Regions from separate parts of the Mus musculus genome. Here region 1 is linked to region 2. A link is a contact called in public HiChIP or PLAC-seq data. All regions are on one chromosome and are shown on one strand. The core of a region is the stretch at or near the end of the contact, and the rest is flanking DNA. Distances in the headings are between cores, read along the strand shown. Region 1 overlaps Stim1 (stromal interaction molecule 1). Region 2 holds the start of Pgap2 (post-GPI attachment to proteins 2).

Region 1 (2,700 bases), core at 17-2,516, 200 kb after region 2:
TTCGAGACAGGGTTTCTCTGTATAGCCCTGGATGTCCTGGAACTCATGATGTAGACCAGGCTAGCCTGGAACTCAGAAATTCGCCTGCCTCTGCCTCCCAAGTGCTGGGATCAAAGGTGTGCGCCACCACTGCCCAGCTACAAGCTTTCTTTATAGATTAGGCTGGCCTTGAACTGGTGAGCTCTTATTGCCTCTGTCTCCTGAAGATTGGGATTATCATCGGGTACCACCACAGCCATCCTACATTCCATTATTAGTGTTTATATTCAGTCTGTTGTAAAAGAAAGAGGGTAAAAAGTCAATTAATGGCAGACATAGGGGCTAATGCCTGACATCTAAGAACTCAGAGAAGGTAGAGGCAGGAGGATCAGAAGTTCAAGACCACCTACTTCTACTTAGTAGATTCAAGGCCACCCTGAGCTGCATGGAACCTTTCCTTAAAAAAACCTAAAGCTAGGATTATAGAGGTGGGTTAGTAGTTAAGAGCGCTGGTTCCTCTCCCAGAGGTCTGGGATGTGTGAAAGTGTGCGCAGGTGCCTACAGAGGCCGGAAGCATTTGCTCCCTTTGGAGCTAGAGTTATAGAAGGTGTGAACTGCTTCATAACTGAGGCATGTGCATCTGTGTGCAGGTGCCAACAGAGGCCGGAGGCATTGGCTTTCTTTGGATGTGGAGTTACAGGCAGTTCTGAGCTACCTCGTATGGTGCTAGGAATTGAACCTGGGTCTTCTGCAAGAGCACTATTCACTCTTAGCTGCTGATCACCTATGCATCCTCCAGAATTATGTTTTCAACCATGTGCTGTGGCTACCATATTGTGATTTTTTTTTAATTTAGTATGTTTTTTTTTAAATAGATATGGGTATTTGGCTTGATCTCTGCCTGTATACCCCATGTGTGCCTGGTGCTCAAGGAGATTAGAAGAAGGTGTTAGAGTCCCTGGAGTTGTTGTTAGAGATGGTTGTGAGCTGCCGTGTGGGTGCTGGGCACTGAGCTAGGTTCTCTGGAAGAGCAGCCCGTGCTCTGAACTGAGCATCCTCTAGCCCACACTGTGATGTCTTGAGGCCCATTTACAATAAGGCTATTCAGTAGCACATATATTTCTGAAGAGACCAGGAAAGCTGTCTGAGACTGGCTGTTTGACCAGGAGAATAAGCTAATGTGATAGCAGGGTTCTGGAGACTGCATTCTGCTTGGCACTATCCACAGTGTGCTCTTAAGTAGGCTGCTGTTCTTCTCTGTGCTTACTTCCCTGTATGTGAAATTCAGAGAAGAGGCTTTGTCATTTCTTCCTAGTGCAAGAATTGTAAAGCAGGTATGGACTCAGAGTTGTAAGGCATTGCACAGAGGTGTTAGGGAGGATGTTAATGCTAACAAACAGACTCACATTCTCATGCCCTCATAGGTTCGGGAGGCCTTGAGGAAAGCAGAGAAGGAGCTGGAATCACACAGCTCATGGTATGCTCCTGAGGCCCTGCAGAAGTGGCTGCAGCTGACCCATGAGGTGGAGGTGCAGTACTACAACATCAAGAAGCAAAATGCAGAGAGGCAGCTGCTGGTGGCCAAGGAGGGGGTGAGGCCTGCTCTCCTGAGGGCTTCCTTTGCCCTCTTCTCTCCTCCCTGCCCTCTTCTTTCTATGCCCCTGCCCCTCCCCCCCCCCCACTCTGTCTCTGCTTTACCCTGTCCCTCCCTTTGAGTGAAGAGATGAATGGGCCGTGGATTCTGTTTCTTTTTCTAATGTACACTGCTTAGTAATGTACTGAAGTTTTTGGAGGAGAACCTGAGGGTATAGGGGTACTCTGCCCTGTCTTCTGGGGATAATAAAGCAAGGAGGAGGGGTAGACGGAAAGCCATTTCAGCTTCCCTTCCGGAAAAGGCTGCCAAGGGAACAGAGGTCCTTCTGGGGCGTGACTAAGGCTGGAACCTTTTACTTGTGCATCTCAGCAGGTTCCTGAGGTCCGCCCACTTCCTCCCTTGCTTTACTTCTCACTCTGCTCCTTTCCTCTTTCTCTTCCTTCTCCTGTGAAGCTTAAGTTAACACAACTTATGAGGAGGACCCAGCCATGGGAAGGCCTCATTTCTTCCAACCATGAACCCATACTCTCTTTATATTGGGGGCTTCCTCTTGGCAGGCTGAGAAAATAAAAAAGAAGAGAAACACGCTTTTTGGTACCTTCCATGTGGCCCACAGCTCTTCCCTGGATGATGTGGATCATAAAATCCTAACTGCTAAGTAAGTAGCACCAGTTACCAGCTCCAGCAATGCTAATGCCATCCTTAGAGACTGAGGTTACGTGAGGCCTCTAACCCCAGTCCCATCTCCTCACAATAGCATGACAGCTCTGGTCTCCTACACAAGCTCTGATCCAGCTTCCACTTTGCTCTTAAGTTTATGATTTATTGTGGTTTTTATTCATACATGCACCTACCCCAGTTTGTTCCTCTCAAAAGAGATCTTGTTCTTATTGGGGTTTCCACACGGTCCACACCTGCAGTTCTTTCTTCTGACTTTAGGCAAGCTCTGAGTGAGGTGACAGCGGCACTGAGGGAGCGCCTGCACCGGTGGCAGCAGATCGAGATCCTCTGCGGTTTCCAGATTGTCAATAACCCCGGCATCCACTCCTTGGTGGCTGCTCTCAACATCGACCCCAGCTGGATGGGCAGCACCCGCCCTAACCCCGCCCACTTCATCATGACTGACG
Region 2 (2,761 bases), core at 258-2,757:
TTTTTTTTTTTTTTTTTTTTTGACTTTTCAAGACAGGGTTTCTCTGTGTAGTCCTGGCTGCCCTGGAACTCACTCTGTAGACCAGGCTGGCCTCGAACTCAGAAATGCGCCTGCCTCTGCCTCCCAAGTGCTGGGATTAAAGGCATGCACCACCACTGCCCAGCTCTTGCCTGCTTTTTGAAGGGAGGAGGATACTATTTTTTACTTTGCAATGTGGGAATGCTGATGGAGATTAGAGGACAACTTGTGGGAGGTAGTTCTCTCTTTCCATTCTGCTGTTTCCAAGGACTGAACTCGGTTATAGGCCTGGGTAGCAAGTACCATTAGCCACTGAGCTATCTCATCCACCCAGAGGTCTCACTGAACAAGTCACCTCACCCATAGGGGACTCAGTTAAAAAAAAAAAAAAAAAGATCCACTTTATTTTTATGAGGATTAAATGAGTTAAATGCAAAGTAGCAATGTGCCTAGGATGTGATTTTAAGTAGGATTTAAACGGTGATAACTGTCTGACTCAGAAGTCCCACTACTGCTACAGTTGGTCCTGACAATCCTCAAGATGTCTGTAGGAAATTGTTGATCCCCTCACCCTCCTTCCTATTTTGGGTAGGATAGTTTTTTCAAAAACTATCAGTCTAGGCCAGGCCAAAGTGGGAAAAGAACACCTGGACCTGGTTTCTTCTCCTCTTCCTCTTCCTCCTCCTCTTCCTCCTCCTCCCCCTCCTCCTCCTCCTCCTCTCCCCCTCCTCCTCCCCCCCCTCCTCTCCCTGCCCCTCCTTCTCTTCTTCCTCCTTTTCCGTGAAGAACCCTTAAGCTGGATCTGGCTGAACGTCCCGTCCCCCCCTCCCCCCGCCCCTTCCTCCTCCTCCCTCGCGTGCGCCAGTGATGTCGGACAGCATAGGGCTCCCTCTTCTGATAAAAGGTGAGAACAGCTTTGGCCCTTAGTTTCTGAGATGGGCGTAGATGATCTATCTGCAATGTGGCTTTTGGTTTATTTTTATTTTATTTTATTTTTCAGCTCCTTTTGTTGGATGCTGTAGCCGGTCATAGGGAATAAAGTTTGAGGGAAAATAGCCACGGCTGGGGCAAATTTGGCTTAATATTTCAGAAGTGCAAAGCTGGATAATTCGATTAGAATGAGGGTAGAGGACTGGAGAATCGGGTCAGGTAATGAAAGAATTTGGGCCCCATTGAATTAATTTTACATTCTTTCAACAGGTGATGGCATGCAGCCACAGGTAAGATGACAAGGTGACTTATTCAACATTTCAAAACCATGTGTCCTGGGCCCTCTGACTGCTCTCACGTACTCAAAAATAATGGGGACAGAGCCGAACTACTAGGGAAGCTTGGCTTGAGGAGACAGTAGATTATAAAGAAAGACTGGAGTCCCGGACCCCAAAATGGGGAGGAGCAAGTGTTGAAACGGGACCAGTTTCCTCTTTAAGACCCACCCCAGAGCGCTGGCCCCGCCTCACGCCGTTGCTGCTGCGACCCGCCCCCTTCCACTCGCCCCCGGGCCGGGCTGGGGCTCCCGGTTCCGCGCCCCTGGCTACGGGGTACGGCCCCCTATCCACCAGTACTTGGGTGAGTAAGGAGGGAATGGCCAGTTTGGACCACAGGGTAACGCCACTTCGGGAGCCCCGCCACGAGGTCCGGCCTCCGCAGGCCTGCGGTCTAGGCGCCTACCTGCCTGTGCCCACACTCAGAACCCCGGGAACTGCAGGCATCCAGGTGCTGAACTGTCTTGCTTTTGTCCACTCGGTGGCAGGGCTAGGTGTGCTGGGTTTAAAGACTGCCTCATTTATTCCGCAGGGCCTTTTGCTCGAGATTCCTCCAGGCACTGCAGATGGAGGCGTGGGGGAGCCCTGGAATCTCAGACTAGTTTTGAATCCCAGCTCTGCCAGTTACTAGCTTGTGGCTTTGAGTAAGTGGTTTTTTTTTTTTTTTTTTTTTTTTTTAAACTACCCTGGGACTTACTTTCTTTTTCTATGAAATGGGAACCCGGAGGACAACACCGTCTCCTAAAATAAATAGAACTAAAAGAGATATTGTATATCAAGTACTGAGCTCAGAATGTAGATTCTGACAGGAGTGTGGTAGTGAGATCTTTAGGGACTTTGGATATGAAGTGGTGGTACTTCTACAAAAACAGTTTTCAGAGCCTTGTAATCTTAGTAACAGGGAGGCAAGGACAGAAGGATTGGGAGTTTCCAGCAAGCCTGGACTACACAGTAAGATCTTTTCTCTGGAAGAGTGTACATAAACACGTGCACACACAAACTAAAATAAAATGAAATCAACTAAGTAGTGCCAATGAAGAACTCCTAGGTTGCCTAGGAGCAGAACTTAAGGTAGTGGGCTCCTCAAACTGAGCTATCAAGCAGTGGCCATGGTGGAGAGGCCTTCCAAGTAATCTAGACCATGTGATTTCCTCTTTTACAATTTGAAACAGGCCCAGGATGGTTAGGTGACTTGTCCAAGGTCATACATGTAAAAGGGAGGCCAGGCACACTGCCAAGAAGTAGAAGCAGCTATCTTTTCTGTTTGTTTCTGACACTGTCCTTGAATGCCACCCCCTGCCCCCCATTGACCCTGCATGGGGTAAGGTCCAGGGTAAGGTTCTTTCAAGCTGACGATCTGGTCTTCAGTTAGAGGATCCCAGTGGTTCACGGATACAGAGCAGCTGGCTTTGGGGAGGACCATTAGGAGGAGGATTGGGTTAAATCTACTTCAGAGAGTCTAGGTGTGGGCTGGCTGG

Evidence for each region. HiChIP or PLAC-seq counts read pairs in DNA pulled down with a chosen protein or histone mark.
Region 1: a contact with region 2 is called in an H3K4me3 HiChIP or PLAC-seq map of bone marrow-derived macrophages, with 5 times the contacts expected there. The contact joins the enhancer-like site here to the promoter of Pgap2 in region 2. A contact is called at or near these places in 4 of 39 promoter capture datasets (the C10 cell line, epiblast stem cells, hippocampal neurons and 1 more), 2 of 15 datasets of contacts at CTCF or cohesin (the NIH/3T3 cell line and large pre-B cells), 8 of 484 Hi-C or Micro-C datasets (the 3T3-L1 cell line, 3T3-L1-derived adipocytes, B cells and 5 more), 19 of 115 datasets of contacts at active chromatin or transcription factors (the HPC-7 cell line, the SCID.adh cell line, T-cell acute lymphoblastic leukemia and 12 more) and 4 of 9 other capture datasets (adipose tissue, embryonic stem cells, liver and 1 more).

The regions. Positions count from the first base shown.
Region 1 is chr7:102,424,570-102,427,269 of GRCm38.p6, forward strand. Stim1 (stromal interaction molecule 1) reads left to right here. Exons shown (of 12, transcript NM_009287.5): 8 at 1,404-1,571; 9 at 2,131-2,231; 10 at 2,513-2,700. Among named protein-coding and RNA genes, the nearest start is that of Rrm1, 16 kb to the right of the region's middle. Within about 2 kb of position 1,267, at least 95 of the 459 cell types and tissues checked have an H3K27ac peak or open chromatin away from gene starts, as enhancers often do. A contact at or near this core is called in the HPC-7 cell line, adipose tissue, bone marrow-derived macrophages and 5 more, where this site is marked.
Region 2 is chr7:102,221,564-102,224,324 of GRCm38.p6, forward strand. Pgap2 (post-GPI attachment to proteins 2) reads left to right here and starts at 1,508. Exons shown (of 7, transcript NM_001382592.1): 1 at 1,508-1,587; 2 at 1,816-1,927.